Linked DNA regions of Macaca mulatta: region 1 is linked to region 2. Evidence: chromatin contacts called from public Hi-C data. All regions are on one chromosome and are shown on one strand. Each heading gives the region's core, a stretch centred on a gene start, on an enhancer-like site or on the middle of the called end of the contact. The rest is flanking DNA. Distances are from core to core; before and after follow the strand shown.

Evidence for each region. Hi-C and Micro-C count contacts between places; a contact is called where the count stands out from the background.
Region 1: a contact with region 2 is called in a Hi-C map of fetal cortex germinal zone, with 2.9 times the contacts expected there. The contact joins the promoter of DCAF6 here to the promoter of MPZL1 in region 2. A contact is called at or near these places in 5 of 14 Hi-C or Micro-C datasets (blood, cortical neurons, fetal cortex germinal zone and 2 more).

Annotation. Positions count from the first base shown.
Region 1 is chr1:25,466,981-25,469,951 of T2T-MMU8v2.0, reverse strand. DCAF6 (DDB1 and CUL4 associated factor 6) reads right to left here and starts at 1,376. Exons shown (of 21, transcript XM_077999227.1): 1 at 1,100-1,376. MPC2 (mitochondrial pyruvate carrier 2) reads left to right here and starts at 1,616. Exons shown (of 5, transcript XM_015125250.3): 1 at 1,616-1,880. The coding sequence starts at 1,772.
Region 2 is chr1:25,256,462-25,259,832 of T2T-MMU8v2.0, reverse strand. It overlaps MPZL1 (myelin protein zero like 1), which reads right to left and starts at 2,013. Exons shown (of 9, transcript XR_013416190.1): 1 at 1,693-2,013. It overlaps TRNAP-CGG (transfer RNA proline (anticodon CGG)), which reads right to left and starts at 1,556; the gene lies at 1,485-1,556. TRNAP-AGG (transfer RNA proline (anticodon AGG)) reads left to right here and starts at 775; the gene lies at 775-846.

The DNA.
Region 1 (2,971 bases), core at 127-2,626, 210 kb before region 2:
TTTAAGCGGTCAAAACGAACTGAAGAACAGAGTGGAACTGGGAGAGCGCGCGGGGGTGGGGAGAGCTCAGCTATCACTTTTAGGTTTTGGCTCAGCGCCGCAAGAACAGTTTACACGGATTCTGTCTGGAGCGTGAAGTCCCTGAGGGTGGTCAACGCGTCGCAGCCGACACCTAAACCCTCTTGAGATCGAAGACGAGGGTGGGCAACAACTTAGGTTCTCCGGCTCAGCGGGGAGAGCGCGCTGGAAAAGAGCAAAAGAGCTAACTTTTGCTCTAAACGCGGCAGCTCCTGGAGGTTCCGCAAGTCCCCCGAGTCCCAACCTATTAGCGACCCCAACACCCTTACAAGCCAGTACCTTCTGCCCTCGGCCCGGCCCTCCGAGGAAAACCCAGCAAGGGCGGCGGCTGGCAGCAAGCATAGGGGGCTTGACTGGGGGAGGCACCGCCACGGGATTCGGCGACCGAGGCCCCACCCAACACCCCAGAGTCTCGGGGCACCCTCGCCGAGACGCTGTCCCACCTCCAACAACCCCGGCAGTGCGCCCCCTCCCCCACTCTGGGCGGCGACCTCAGCGCCTCCGCCCCGGGGCCCCCGCTCACCCAGGTAGCGGCTCCGCAGCCGGGACGGGTCCTCCAGCCCAAGGGACCTTTTCCTCACGTCCCACAACAGGTGTGGGCAGGAGCCACCCCGAGACATGGCTCTGCCTGAGCCGGGTGGGAGGGGAGACCACCGCGTGGGGGAGGGGAAGAGGGGGAGGGGACACCGGATCAACACCCGAGCCGCACCGGCACCATCCGCGCGCCGGGCCTCCAGGGCGCAGCGTTAGATGGCGGTGGCAGCAGCGGCGCCTGGGCCCCCGAAGCCCGGCCGCACCCGGGCCGGAGCTCGCCTCATACTCTCCTTCTTAGACTAACCAGAACATCCAAAGATCAGCAACAGTCTCCTCCCTCGGCCCCCCTCCAACAGGAGGAGGCGGAGGCGGAGGCGATGGCGACTCCTCCCTCTCCTCGTCCTGGATACCCTCCCCGCCAACCCTTTCTCGCGAGATGACGACCACCTCGGGGACTGAGGCTGGTGTGTGCCGCGGCTGCCCTCACCGTGGAAAAATGCATTCGGGCCACTCTAACCAGATTCTTAAGTCGCTAGGGATAAAAGAGGAGTAGAGAGAGAAGCGACTCAATTCTGTAGTCTCTCGCTCACGAGTCTCCAGTCAAAAGAAGCAAAAGAATAGTGCAGCATCATCTTTAGGCACTGAAGGCCCGAAAAGCCCATTTTAACTACGGGCCTGCTTAGTCAAAGTTAAGGGGCAGTAGAGCCGGCGCAGCTTCACTTTCCCTTCTCCAACATGGCCTCGAGGGCAGCGGGGAGAAAGAGGAGGTTCCGCTGCACCCCGCCCGCGCCTCGGGGCGGGCCAATCATGGCGGGCAGCTCAGTCTGCGCAAGCGCGCTGCCAGGAGGGCGCTGGGCGGACTCGGTGAGGTGATTATTTTGGCACCTGTTGCCGAGGCTCCTCCTCCCTCTCTCCTGCCGGGGCGGAGGCGGACCAGGGGCGGGCCGTTGGCAGCCTCCGCCCCCTCAACCTTCGCGGGGTGCGGGCGGCAGCTTTTTGGTTCACAGCCGGGCAGCGAGAACCGCGGGAAGGGCTCTCCAGGCGAGAGACGGACGCCAGGCGTCGTGGCAAGGAAAAGTGACTAGCTCCCCTTCGTTGTCAGCCAGGGACGAGAACAGAGCCACGCTCCCACCCGGCTGCTCACGATCCCTCGGCGGCGATGTCGGCCGCCGGTGCCCGAGGCCTGCGGGCCACCTACCACCGGCTCCTCGATAAAGTGGAGCTGATGCTGCCCGAGAAATTGAGGCCGTTGTACAACCATCCAGCAGGTAATGGACCCTGAATGGCTCGTTATCGAGACCTTCCTTCCCCCTTCCTCTAAAATGGACCTTTTAGAGGCCCTCTGACAACTGCCACTAGAGGCATCCCACAGCCCCAACTCCTTCCTTCCCCTCAGGTGAAGCCGTTTACTCTCCTAGCCTCTGCATTTCACCCTCTCTCCTGCAACATCTCTTCCTAAGCCAACGTATCTCAAGTCAGCGCCCTTCCCCACCTATGTGACATCCGCTCCCTTACGCACGACTCCAACCCAAACCTGACCTCCAAATTTGAGCCTTCTCAGCTTCTGCGGCCACGAAAGTGTCTGCAGCCACCATGAAACACTCATTCTCTTTCTCTTTTCGAATTGTGGCATATTAACCCACGCTAGGCAGAGCTGGGTGGGTGGCTTGTCGCACTGTAGGGTTTGGAGTAAAGGTCACACTTTCTTCAGCTACTGCTGGCAGAGGCCTGCAGACTGAGCCCTCCCCCAAACTGCATGCTTTACTTCATCCAGGGTTGTCAGTGTCATTTCTCATCCCATAGGTCCAGTGTGTTTCTTTAAGTCTGTCCTTATTTATGAAATTGTTGAACAAGCTCTACCCAGAGTTTTTTGTGTGGACAGACCTGGATTTCATTCTCTTCTACCACTTATTATAGTTGTGACCTTGAGCAAAAGCCTAGATCTCTGTTGTGTAATATGCGGTCTGCGAGAATGACAGATAACATATGTGCTTGACTCTTTGTAAATGCTCAGTAAATGTTACATCTCTCTTGGCCTACTGGAAAACTTGTGTTCTTGTGGTTAAAAAAAAAAAAAAAACTCTATAAGAAACAAACATTCCAATGCCTTAAGATCTAGAATTCTGTTACCTCTTCTCTAAAGTGAGTTGTAATAATACTTATTTGGCTAGAGGCTAACATCAGATATATTCTGAGGTCTCTTTCAAGCCTAAGACTTGGCAAACTAGAAAATGTGTTGTAAATTGAAAGACTGAAGTGCTACCCGAAAAGTGGCTTTTTTTCTCCTACATAGTTAAAATCTGTATTCTGCAGTTGGTATCATTAGGAAAGTTGTCTAGTTCCCCCATTATCTGATTAT
Region 2 (3,371 bases), core at 764-3,263:
TCCGTTTCAAAAAAAAAAAAGAAAGAAAGAAAAAAAAAGAATTTAAAATATAGTTAAGAAGCCATGCCTACTATATCTAATTAAAGATATTGGGACAATCGAACAGCAATCACACAATTGGTTACCAATTCTACAGTACAAATCAGTGTTGGTGTAGGTGTCTTGCACTCTAGGAAGTTACAGTTAGAGGAGATAAGATTGAAACCCAGTTATTTACCACATACAATTGGTTTTGATATGTTAAAGGATCTTTTTCTGGGAAGGTTAGAGTTTGGGATTTATCCAAAAGCAAACAGGTTTTCCAGCTGAAGAGAACACTGAGTAAAAACAGAGATGAGAATTCTCAAGGCTAAATAGGTGGGGCTTTGAATACTACAATAAAAAATATCGGCAAGAAACCGAGATTTCAACATTACAGAAAAGTGCGAAAGAGAACGAATGAAACATCCAGGACCCAGTAACGGAGAGAGTCTGGAATCTGCCACAGTGACATTGTCCCACACTCAGAGCCATTTATTAGCCATGAATAGAAATAAAATTACAGTTTTCGAAATAACAGGTCGATATTATACTGATAGTGACAACTACTTTGCTTTCTTCTGTGTTACTGATTTTTAAAGAGCAAAACAGAAAAGAAAGAAAATTGAAAACGCATCATCTCTAGAAAGCAAACACAACCGAAAGATCGAATCCTAACATGCGAACAACCACATGAGGGCGCCTGACTAAATAGCTATGCATTCCTCAGCGATGACGGCAAACCAGAAGCATGTCGGCTCGTTGGTCTAGGGGTATGATTCTCGCTTAGGGTGCGAGAGGTCCCGGGTTCAAATCCCGGACGAGCCCTCTTTTACGTAATAAACACAGGTTGACCAGAGTAAAACACAAAATTGAGACTTTTAGAAACTTGGAGCACACTCCACGTTGGAATACCATTAAAAGGCCTCATTTTGAAAATGCAAAAAGTTTGCTAGTAATGTAGTATTGTACTATGAAAACGTTGTTCCTACCTGTCTATTCCTGGATGCAGCGCATGTACAGAGACATCGGGAGATCTGCTCTTGGTTGCCTATGGCGTGGTTTAAACTCATCCACGACAGTGCCCAGCACCGGGGGGGTATCTCCCGAGCGCCCCTTTCCTCGGAAATGCTCATTCCCGAACCCCGGGACCTGCTAATCCATGACGCCCCCTGCTCGTTTGGAGGAGTTAAAGGCGTGCACAGGATTCCGCACTAGGCGTCTGTTTTTCAAGTGTGTGTTTTACATGGTACAAAGCAATTTGAATGCGTTGCCCTTGGGCGTACAGTAACCATATGTTGTATTAATTGAGCTCACATGGTCCTTCGCTTCAAAACACAAAGGGGATCAACATTTGAGCTCATGGGACCAGTATGCTTTCATTTAAGTTTCTGAATGGAATATGGGGGACAGGGGGGAAAAATCTGTTTTTAAATTTTGGGTGTAGGTGGGTGGGGTAAAAGCCTGGGCTCGTCCGGGATTTGAACCCGGGACCTCTCGCACCCGAAGCGAGAATCATACCCCTAGACCAACGAGCCGCTCTCGGCAAGGGCGCTCTCAGCGCTTCCCTTCAGCCTTGTTCCGCCTCTCGCCTCACGTTCCGAACAACCACAACCTGCGACCCTTCTGCTGCGTGTCCTCTGATTCCCTAAGCCTCTGGTCCGGAGCGCTTACCGCCCAGCCGCGTGGAGGAGCAGGGAGGGACAGGCTTTTGCCTGGTCCGGCCGTTCCAACCCCCCATCGCCGGCAGGGCCTCCACGTTCTCACGCGCTCCCGGAAGCCGCCTTCCGGAGCCCGGGCTGGCCCCGGCGGTTCTACTCGCAGTGTTGGCGGGCGCCGGGAGTACCGGCCGAGGAAAGTGCGCAGGGGGCAGGGCGCCTCAGTACGCAGCCCGGTGCCAGGTCGCCCGTCCAGGTGAGAGGGCAAAACACCACAAGGACCTGGAAGAACGCCCTGACCAGGCTACAGAGCGATGGATTCCTTTTACGCTGAACTGAAAGTAGCCTAAGAATGCAGGAGTGTTTTCGAAATAAGGGACCTCTGCACTTGGCCACGCCCCGCCCAGCGCGTCAGTGCACGCAGAGCTGGGCCTGCTCGCTCCGCGACTGGGTCGGTGAATGAGGATGGGGAACTCGGGCGAGGGAAGGGAATACCCGAATCCTGGCTAAGAAAGGGGTGGTGGGAGACTAAAGAGTGAATATTAAGTTAACTCCCCGAACCTTCATTTGGGGGTAATGCACTCTTTTAAGCCCTTTGCTTGTATTGAACTCACCTGATATTCGTAATAATCACCTAGGTGCCATTGTATCTCCATTTGCAGATGAGGAAACTGAGGCTCAGAGATGTTAAGTCGCTCACATACGTCCACAGGGCTAGGAGCTGGCGGTGGCGCTGGTCTAGGAACTCCCGAGGTCCTGGAGGGTGGGAGAACTGGGGGCTGGGGCGTATAAAAGGGACTGGAGAGTGGGGGAGAAGATTGGTACCTTGGTAGGTTGGAGGAGAGAGGGCAGTGGCAGTGGGCCCGGTCTCCTCCCTCCCATCCAGCAGAAAATCTGAGCCTGCCCTACGGCCCTTCCGCCCAGAGGAGCTGGAGTCCGAGTGCCGGGTCTCCCGCGGGTGTGGTTTCCCGGCCTGGGGGTCTAGCTCGTCTTGCCTGCTTTCGGACTGCTCTCACCGCTTCCCCCCGCCCCACGACTCCCGCCCGCCACCCTGCACTCCGGCTCCTTGCAGTTTGTGGCCAAGTTGCAGAGGTCCCTTATTTCTAAAACACTCTTGCATTCTTAGGCTACTTTCAGTTTAGCGTAAAAGGAACCCATTGCTCTGTAGCTTGGGCAGACCGTTCTTCTAGGTCCTGGTGGTGCTTTTGCCCTCTCACCTGCTAACCGAGAGCTTCCCACGTGCACCCGCTTCTCTGCTCTTTTCTCTCTCTCCCTCCCTTCCTTTTAATGTCAGTGAGCTTTTGGGACGACACTTAGCCATAGGAGGTCAGGACCAGGGTTCATGCCCGTAGGGAGCGTAACAGGGGAAATGCAGCGAAGACACCTCAGAACAGACAGCGAGCACTGAAAAACCTTTCTTTAGCCCACTCTGGCGCTGTAGAGAGCAAAGCCCTGTCGCTGGCTGGTACAGGGCCCAGGTCTAAGGTGGGCAGCCCTGGCTACGCCTTCTATTTGTTTGGAAGTGCGTAAAACTATTGACACCCTCTGCTTGTCTGAGACCACTTTTCTTCCTCCCACTGACCTAAGGTGTGAGAACTGGATATTGCTTTTTTTCTTTTCTTTCTTTCTTTCTTTTTTTTTTTTTTTTTTTTTGAGACGGAGTTTCGCTCTTGTTGCCTAGGCTGGAGTGCAATG